Regions from separate parts of the Arachis hypogaea genome. Here region 1 is linked to region 2. Evidence: chromatin contacts called from public Hi-C data. All regions are on one chromosome and are shown on one strand. Each heading gives the region's core, a stretch centred on a gene start, on an enhancer-like site or on the middle of the called end of the contact. The rest is flanking DNA. Distances are from core to core; before and after follow the strand shown.

Region 1 (5,275 bases), core at 2,227-4,726, 53 kb before region 2:
TTTTGCATTAGCACAGTTTTCGCAAATATTGGCTGAGAAAATGGATTCATTTTTATTAAGATCAAAGGGAATACTACATTGAGAAAGAACTTGTCAAACAGTATTAGTGGCTGAGTGTCCAAGTCTCTTATGCCATAAGTCAAAGGAAGAACAAAGAGTAGTATGTAAAGTTGGAGTCATGTTTTAAAGATGCTGGTTTGGGTACAGTAATGTTGATAAACTTGTATAATCCACCATTCTTATAACCATGCAGAAGAATCTTATGAGTGTATTCACATTTCACAACACAGTAAAATGTATGAAATTGAAAATAAACCTTGTTGTCTTCAGCAAATTTTCTGAAACACTTAACAAGTTCTTTGTAATTTCAGGACTGTGTATGAGTTTTTGTAAAGAAAACCATTTATTTGAATCAAAAGAATAAAGCAAAGAACTACCAATATGTTGTATAGAGATACCTGCACTATTTTCAATTTGCACTTGATCAGGTCCATTGGAATCTGATCCAAAGAGCATATTAGAAGAATTTGGTGTCACATGATATGATGTACCAGAATCCGGGTACCATGATGAATCTGTGATGGTTGATGGAACAGCAACATATGCAGAAGGATTGTGAAAAGAATTTGCTGGTGGAGGAGGTGTAGGTGCTGAAGAATTGCTAAATGAAGGTACAGATGAAGAATCTTGAGAAAAATTATTGTTTCTAATGAGTTGAGATTGTGATGGGGAGGAATTTTTTGGTTGAACCTATGAAAACAGTGCCAAGCTATGTGGCCAATTCTTCTACATACTTGGCATTGTGGTCTTGGTGATGAATAAAAGCCTCTACCTCCTCTTGAGAATCTTTCTCCATTTCTTCCTCTTCTACCACTGTTACCTCTATTAAAATTGGGAATAGCTGGAAATGAATTATGAGCTAAATTTGCTTGAATCAAATTTGGTTGAGATCTTTAGTATTTTTCTAACATATCATCATTTGTGAGAATAAGAGTTTCAACTTCACATAGTGTGTACAATTCTGGTTTGAAAGTGATTGTTATATGAAGCATCAAGAATAGCTTCAATCTGTTTTGTTGGCTTAAGAGGTTTTCCCAAAGCTGCTAAAGAATCTGCAATAGTCTTGATTTTAGAGATGTATTCTTTTGCTGTCAAACCGTGTTTCTTGGTCATCTTCAACTGTTCTTTCAGCTGTTTAATTCTGAATTTAGTGGATTCTGCAAAGTAGTTTTCAATTTTCTCCCAAATCTGATAAGAGAAAGTGCACCCTACCATTTCTGGGGTAAAAGTAGAATCCATAGAAGCCAGCAGCCAAGAAATCAAATTCTGATCATCTTGAACCCATTGCTTGTATTGAGGAGATTCAATACCAGCTAATTAATCATCAGCTGCAGAAAATTGTTGAGAAATCCTTTCTTTAAACAAGTGATCTTCCAGAAGCTGACCTCAAATGGCAGCAAGTACCTGTTGTTGCCAAGTTCTATGATTATTCTCTCCCAGCTTGTCTTGAATTGGATTGAATAGTCTCTGATTGAAGAATTGTTGAAAAATCTGATTGTTATTATTGTTGTTCTTGTTGTTGACAGCCACATTGTGTGATGTGACTGAATCATTTGAAGGAGAAGCCATGGATATTTATCCTAAGTTCTTGATACCATAAAAGGGATTTCAAGTTCTTCACTTGTGCAGTGAGAAACAATACTTAGAACAGAATTTGTAGCACAGACGAATTAGAGAAAAAGAGATGAAGACTTGTGTTTAGAACTGAATATTAACTCTGCATTGTATTGAAACTGAACTAAGGAACCAGTATCACATACAAGACATATAAATATACAGAGTGTTTTTAGTTTTTACCCTGCTGCACTACTTCTGCAGAAACTAAAATTTAACTAACTGAGTTCTAACTAACCAAACTGATCATTCACTTTTTAATTTAGATATGGAAGGGGAAATGGTGTAAGATGCAGTTATGGAGTGTATAGGTATTTTACTGGTGTCAAGAACAAAAATTGAACCGTCCGATTTTTGGGTACACAAATGGGAGAGTCAGATTTGTATTAAAACTTAACAAAATTTGGGGTACACAAATCGGAGAGTCAGATTTGTATTAAAACTTAACAAAATTTGGGGTACACAAATGAGATACTCTAATTTGTGTACCCAAAATTTTTTTAATTTTTTGAGAGTGTGATTACTTTCGTCAAAATTTAAATTTTCTTTCCCATACTAATAGGACTATTAGTAGGCTTTATTTTTTTTTACAAAGAAATCCGATGGTCCAATTTTTTCATCCCTTGTTTCAGAAAAAACTGTCCTACATTCATGTCTAGCACCCACATTCTCCACAACAATGCTCAACAACATGCTTCTCATATCCAAAAAAATGTGCCCTGATCTTTACCCTAATAAATAATCTTGAACATTTTTTTCTTGAATCTTAGACATCAGACTTTGTACTCCTAATATATACCTAAACATTATTTTGCATATTTTTGCTCCACTAATAAGTTTTATTTAGGTCCTCATTGCTTACATGTGTATCTAATTATAAAATATTATATTAGTAAAAATAATTATCTTTTATATTTATCTCATAAACGGTTATCTAAATCCTAAGTATTTTATATTGTTAGTGCATTAAAATTAAATCTTTTAAATAATGTAAGGTGAGAATTCATAATTTATAATATAAAAAAAATTAAAAAAAAATCTAATTAAAACTAGAGTGCTGAGTGATGACCACAAATAAATAAATAATTGAGATTTAATTGTTTTCAGAGTCCGATATCATTTTGCTCGATTTTTTAATTGAGTCTGGTACTATGGTACTTTAAAACTTATATGAAGTATTTAACTATTTATAATGTAAATAATTATTTGTATATTTAGATATTTACTAATATTCCAAACTCACCTTTGATATAAAAGCAAGCATGGCCCTGTTTAAGTGTATCACAACCAGATATGTGTCCAGCCCAAAGTGGGGGAGAAAAAGAAAAGAAAAAAGAAAGTATCCTAAGTCCTAACCCTGTCTTTATATGTTATACAATCCATCGCATTCAACTTGTTATTGAGAAATACATCAAGCTCTATGTTAAAGACAGAGCAAATGAGCTAGCTTGATCTAAATGTATGATGTATTTTGTAATATCAGTCAGAGATAAATGTTTAAATTTTTCTGGGCTGCACAAGAGGAAGAGCCAAGACTGCACTTTTAATCAATTTAAAATGTTGCACTGAACATGGATTATTAGGTAGGTAAAGATTTCAGATTTTTGATAACTTATGGTCGATTTATCATTAAATTAAAAATGAAGTGAATAATCTTTTGTTTCAGTCAGAATTTTTTTTTTATTTTTTGGTTAGGTGGATTGAGCAACCCCCAATGTTAGTTACAACATACACCTACACACTTCTCACATACTTTTTGAGCTAAGACTCATTGGCTCAAGATTTCTTTTTAAGACAATTCTTTTAACCAGTTTTTGGTATTCAACTATTCATACAGGGTTCAAGCCCATCAGTTAAGAAACAATATAACAATACAACTTTTTGTTTACGTCCAAACAAAAAATACTTTGTTGGTAAAATAAAAGGGGGGGGGGGGGGGGGGGAATTTGTATGCCTTCATGATGAGCCATTCGGATTCAAGAGTGACATTTCAGAGAGAAAAAAAAAAAAGAAAGAGTGACAACCAAGGAATCCGCAATAGACAAAATTCGCAATAGACAATACGAGTGAGTGTATATATTGAAACAATCTATTTTTTTTAAATATATATTGTTGGATTATATAAGATTTCTGATTTGAAGGTAGTATTATGGAAATAAATGAAGTAAAATAAATTAAAAGAAGAGATTAAGGATAGATAAAAAATAATAATGAAAAATAAGTATCGAGACTTTTATTAATGTCATAAGAGGATGAATAAGTTCTTTTAAAGTGAATACCGGTTAATTAAAATTTATTATTGAGTGTTTTACTAAAAAACATTCGAATGCTGATTTTATAAATTCTTTTATTTGAATTTGATGAACAAAATGAAGAACAATAAAAAGAATTAGAGAAGAGCAAATGATATTCTCTTTGAAAGAAGTAGGTTGAAGTCCTTTTATAATTTGAGTAAAGTATCGTTTTTGTCTCAACGTTTAGAGTAAATCCCAAAATTGTTCCTAACGTTTAAATCGTTTTATTTAAGTTCCTAACGTTTTAAAATTGGCTCAATGTTATCCTGCCGTTAGGGATCTGTTAACAGAATTAACGGCGAGACAAAATTGAAACGATTTTAAAATGTTAGGGACTTAAATATGACGAAAATATTAGAGACAAAAACGATAAATAGAAATAAATTTTAATTTTATCCTTCAATAATATCAATTTTTTACGGTACATAATTATTCAGTAAATTACACTTAATCACGTTACTTTCATTCTAAATAAATTTATTTTTTTATAATTTTACTCTTAAAGATTTTTACTCATTATGAAATGTTTGTAGAATGACTAGTACATAAATTTGCGAAAAAAAATAATACATATACAATAAAGTATAAATTATATCTTTTATCTTTAATGTATGTATCGAAAATTTTTAATGTTTAATTTAGTTAAACTTTATTTTTAATAATTTTAATCTTTTCTTCAATATTTTAATTTTTTATGACAAATAATTATTTAATTTATTTTTTAATTTTGTTCTTAATTAAAAATAAATTCACTTAAAAAATATAATTAAGAATAAAATTAAAAAAATAATTAAATAATTATCTACCGTAAAAATTTAATATTATTAAAGAATAAAATTAAAAATAAAATTTAACTAAATTAAATGTTAAAGAATTTCGATACATTAGAGACAAAATGTACAAATTTATACTTTATTATATATGTATTTTTTTTTTGCAAGTTTATGTACTAGTCATTCTACAAACATTTTATGATGAGTAAAAATTGTTAAGAGTAAAATTATAAAAAAAAATAAATTTATTTAGAATGAATCTAATGTGATTACTTAGATGTAATTTAAAAATAATTAAATAACTATGTATAGTAAAAAATTGATATTATTGAAGGATAAAATTAAAATTTATTTCTATGTATTATTTATTGTCCCTAACGTTTTCCTTCTATAGGATGATTTAAACGTTAAGAACAACTTTAGGACTTATCGTAAATGTTGGAGACAAAACAATACTTTACTCTTTATAATTTCAACCCATTTTGAGAGAAAAGTATATATATTGTCTAATGGTTACAATGTCATATTCAACTT
Region 2 (4,869 bases), core at 2,250-4,749:
TAAAATAATTTTTCATTAAAAATATAAAAATTTTAAGTTAATATATTTATTAAATAAAAATATTTAAAATTTTTATTAATAGTAAATTGATTATGTATCTTTAATTAAACTTATATTTTAATATAATATATATAAATATTTTAATTATTATTTTTATATAATATTATAATATTATTTTTTAAAAAATTTAAACTAATAAAAAAATTATATAAATAATTATATCTTTTAACCCATTTTTTAAATTTACTTATATTTTTTTCATAAATTTTTTATTTATTTTATATTTAATTTTTTTGAAATACAACAAAATTTAAATTTAAATATTTTAATTATAAAAATTTAAATACAATATTATGATATTATTTATTTTAAATTTAAATTAATAAAAAGAAATTCATTATCTTTACATTATTATTATTAGAAAAATATTAAAAAATTATTAAAATTTATTATTTTTTGTTATTAGTTAGTTATTAATATTTAAAATATGAGATAAAATATATTGATAAATTATTAGACTAAAAAAATTATACTAAAAAATTAAATTAATGACTAAATAATAGCAATTCTAGTGGCCTCCTAGCATTTCTAATATTGTTATTCGCTACCTCACTCACCTTAGTTTCTTTCTACTCACTGGATATATGTAAAGATAGCATCTTAGTTTCTCTTTCGGGTATCACCCTTCTTCTCATTAAATGCTTTTTCAGTTTATTCGCCCTTGTTTTCAAATACCAATACTTCTACCAACCCGCCTTCTATTACTTGAGGAATAAGGAATATTATTTCAAAGTTTGAATTTTAACCATGCTAAACTAATTTCATTTAATTTCCAATAATCAAGAGATCTCTATTAGAGAATATACGAGGAGGAATACTATATATGAAGATATTATTCTCCACGTAATGCAATTAATTACGTGCTCTTCAAATACATTACTATACGATATTTAACCGCTATATACAAACAAGAGTGCTTATAAAATTTCCAAATTTGAAAGTGGAATAGAAAATGGAAGAGGCAATATAAGGAATAGATTTAGGTTTGTATAGGGAGTGATGAGCAGTATCTAGAAAAAGAAATAAAGAGGGCACATGAGAAGCATGAAGGAGCATGTCATGAGATGGAATATATCCCTTGCTTGTGGGAGGAGGTTGAGTGGGTCCAAATAATAATAACAATCCAAGTAGTACTCTCTTCTCTTCTTTGGGTATGTGTTCTTTATCGGGGACCCAAATATTCTCGTTTCTAAGCTTGTGTCACATCAAGTACAAACCATAGTGACGTTCTTCTCTCTAACCTATTATTTTGTGAACCAAATCTATATCTAGTACTACCACATGATCACATCAACGGTTATAAATTCTCCCAACTCAGCAAACCCCACTTCTCACCCTGCATAAATAGATTTGCTCCACATGATCCAGATAAGCCAAAACTGTGAAACATTATTATTTACATTAAAAAATCGAGTAAAATAACAATTTCATCTTCGAGAACTTTGAATTCGGATAAATTTATCTTAAAAAATGTATTAATTAGATCTTTACAATAATAAATAGTAGACATATATGTAAATCTTTTTATTAATAAATAGTATAACACGTAATGGTGTCAATATATTTTTATTATCTATAATAATGCATGTTTTTATTATAGTTACATGAGTATAAAAAAATGTAATTTGTAGATAATAAAATATTTATTATTTTTTAAATTTTCATATAATTGTTATTAATTATTCTTTATTTATCATAAATTTTATCGAAATAATTAAAATTTCATTTCAACAAAAATTATTAATTTTTTATAAATAAATACATCACCCAGTACATATAAATATTACTGTTAAATTTTATGAAATAAATTAATAAAAAATATCACATATCTATCATTTACTATAAAAAAGATTAAATTGATAATTTCTTTTAAAAATTAATTAATCTAAAATTAAAATTTTTAAGAATTTAATTTTCACTGTACTCTTTAAAAAATCGATGTATTAGACATATATTTTAATATCTTTTGTTCATTGATCACACTAAAAAAAATAATCAAAACCGGCTAATCCACATTTTAGTATTTAAAAATGGATGGGAATATTATAAAATTATGGCATCTTTTGTTTTAAAGTTGACTATATATTATATTTAACTTTTAGGGTAAAAAATATATATATGTTTATAAAAGTACAATAGATATACATTAAAATTAATTATTAAAATTAGTTATTAATATTATTAAACACACATTAAAATATAAAATATATATTAAAATTAAATTAAATTAAACTATACATATATTTATATACGAATATATAATAATTAATTTTTAATATGTACATAATATTTTTTATAAAAATTTAATAACTCAAAATATTATACAATATATAACAACTTAATTATTTATTAGCTTATAATTATATTGTTTATTTAGTGTTTACTTTTTTTTATGTACATTTTTCTTCATTTAAAGGAAATATCCAAAACTCTGAAACAAATAACAGGAATTAATAAAGAAATTTATGTTACAAGGTTAGTAATAACGACATATAATAAATATATTTTTCTTTTAAAACTAATTAACAAAGCACATTCTTTTCTAATATCTTCTTATAAAAAAATTAATTTTAAATAACTAAAAAATGATTAACCACCTCAATTTTGTTGTTGTCTATGATGCACGGACACTGGCACGGACACGGAACACGCAAATTTTAAAATTTTATAAGACACGGGAACACGCATACATATAAAATGTAAAATATTTTTTAGATAAAACTTAATGATATTTTGATATTTTATTGATATTAAAATATAAATTAATTTTTTAATTATTTTTAATTATCTTATTTTAATTATATCAAGTATTTAAAATATTTTTTTGTTTTAATAAATAATAATATATATTATATCTAAATTTATTTCAAGAATATATGTTAAAAATAAGATTGGATACGCTGACACGTGATGGTATTTAGGTCTGTCCAAGCGTATTTGGTGAAGAATTTTTTATTTTATATTAGGACATGTTTTGGACACAACAAACACACATGTCGAACGAATATGATGAGTGTCGTGTCTGAAATATGTCCAACATGCGAACACGATAATTTAGCGAAATGTCCGTGTTTCATAGATTGTTGTGATCACTTGTGAGGGACCTAGAGAATTATTAGTAAAAATATTATTTATTTGCATGTTATAAATAGTTACTATATATTTATAAAAAAATTATTTATATACTAAAATTAATTATTAAAATTAGTCATTAATATATATATTTAATTTATTTTTAATATATATTTTATATTAATAATTAATTTTAATAACTAATTTTAATATATATATATATTATAATTGATATATTTATATATAAATATATATAATTTAATTTATTTTTAAATTATATTTAAAATTTTAATATATATTTTAAACGGATAGAGGCGCTTGATTGAGATATTAGGCATTAGGGACAGAAAGAGGCCCACCATTGTTGTCACCGACGGGGCTTTCACACTGTTACCTTCATATCCTTCCCTCTCACCTTTTTCTTCCTTCTTATTCACATCACCACACCACACACAAACTCATCTTCTCACACTTCCATTCCATTCCTTACACTCCTCTTCATTCTTCATCACCTCCGATCCCTCCTTAATTAATGTAGTAATAATATATATGCACTATTCTCCCATGAAAATCATCCCTCTCATACAAGATCAACAACGTAACCCAAGAGCCCTTCTTTAATTTATTTATTATTATGGCTTTTTCTTCTCTGCACATCTGCATGGACTCACCAGATCACTGGTTCCAGGTACGCCATTCATCTCCAAAAATGATGTTTTTGTACTAATTTTTCTATACACCTTCCATTCATCTCTCATTTTTTAATTATCAATCCCCGGATGCTATACGAAAGACTTGTACATAGGTTGCATATAACATTCCTCTTAATATATACAAACACGTAGTCAACAATTACATCTTCGCTTTAATTTCTTTATTTTTGAGAAAAAACACAGTTAATTTTCTTGTATAGTATGCCTCTTGAGAGGTAAAAACTAAAAATTCACGTGATAAATTATAAATTTTACATAAAAATAACTGCATTTTAATTTGAAAAAATTTCAAAGTGAATGCCGGAAAAAAGAAAATGCCAGGGAAAAGAAAAAGACAGATTATTATTTCTTTTCTTTTGTTAATTACTTGGACATTATCATTATATCAGGGAACAGTTCACGACGAGGTCTCCGGCGGCAGCGGCAGCGGTGGCATGGATTCTTCTGGCTCGCCATTATCCTCCTCCGGCGACATTATGAAATGCTCGGCAAGGCCAATGAAGGAGAGAAGAATGAGACCCCCACACGACCAAGCCCTCAAGTGCCCCCGCTGCGATTCAACCCACACCAAATTCTGTTACTACAACAACTACAGCCTCTCTCAGCCCCGCTACTTCTGCAAGACCTGCAGAAGGTACTGGACTAAGGGCGGCACCCTCCGCAACATCCCCGTCGGCGGCGGCTGCCGGAAAAACAAGAAACTCTCCTCCAATTCCAAGAAACACCACCAATCCAACAACAACAATAACAATGACAACCAATCACATTCTTATTCTACTTGCCCTAAAGATCTTCAGCTTTCTTTCCCCGATGTCCAATTTTCTCACCTCAGTAACATTATTCTTGGTGGTAACGTTAACCCTAATCATAGTAGCTTCATGGAGAGCAAGTTCCACGTTGGCATGCTTGAGAACAATCTTGTTAGGCCAATCGATTTCATGGAGAGCAAGCTTGAAGGCATAATTGGGAGCGGTATTAATAGTTCTAGAAGCTTTGATTTCTTTGGGAATAATAATAGTAATGG

The links. A called contact is a pair of places that touch in the nucleus more often than the background predicts.
Region 1: a Hi-C map of an unstated tissue shows a contact between it and region 2, with 3 times the contacts expected there. The contact joins the enhancer-like site here to the promoter of LOC112716310 in region 2. A contact is called at or near these places in 2 of 8 Hi-C or Micro-C datasets (leaf and an unstated tissue).

Annotation. Positions count from the first base shown.
Region 1 is chr10:106,154,427-106,159,701 of arahy.Tifrunner.gnm2.J5K5, reverse strand. No RefSeq gene overlaps it. Among protein-coding and RNA genes, the nearest start is that of LOC112717898, 17 kb to the left of the region's middle. Within about 2 kb of position 3,476, at least 2 of the 3 cell types and tissues checked have open chromatin away from gene starts, as enhancers often do.
Region 2 is chr10:106,101,900-106,106,768 of arahy.Tifrunner.gnm2.J5K5, reverse strand. LOC112716310 (dof zinc finger protein DOF5.6) reads left to right here and starts at 3,499. Exons shown (of 2, transcript XM_025768191.3): 1 at 3,499-3,820; 2 at 4,235-4,869. The coding sequence starts at 3,767.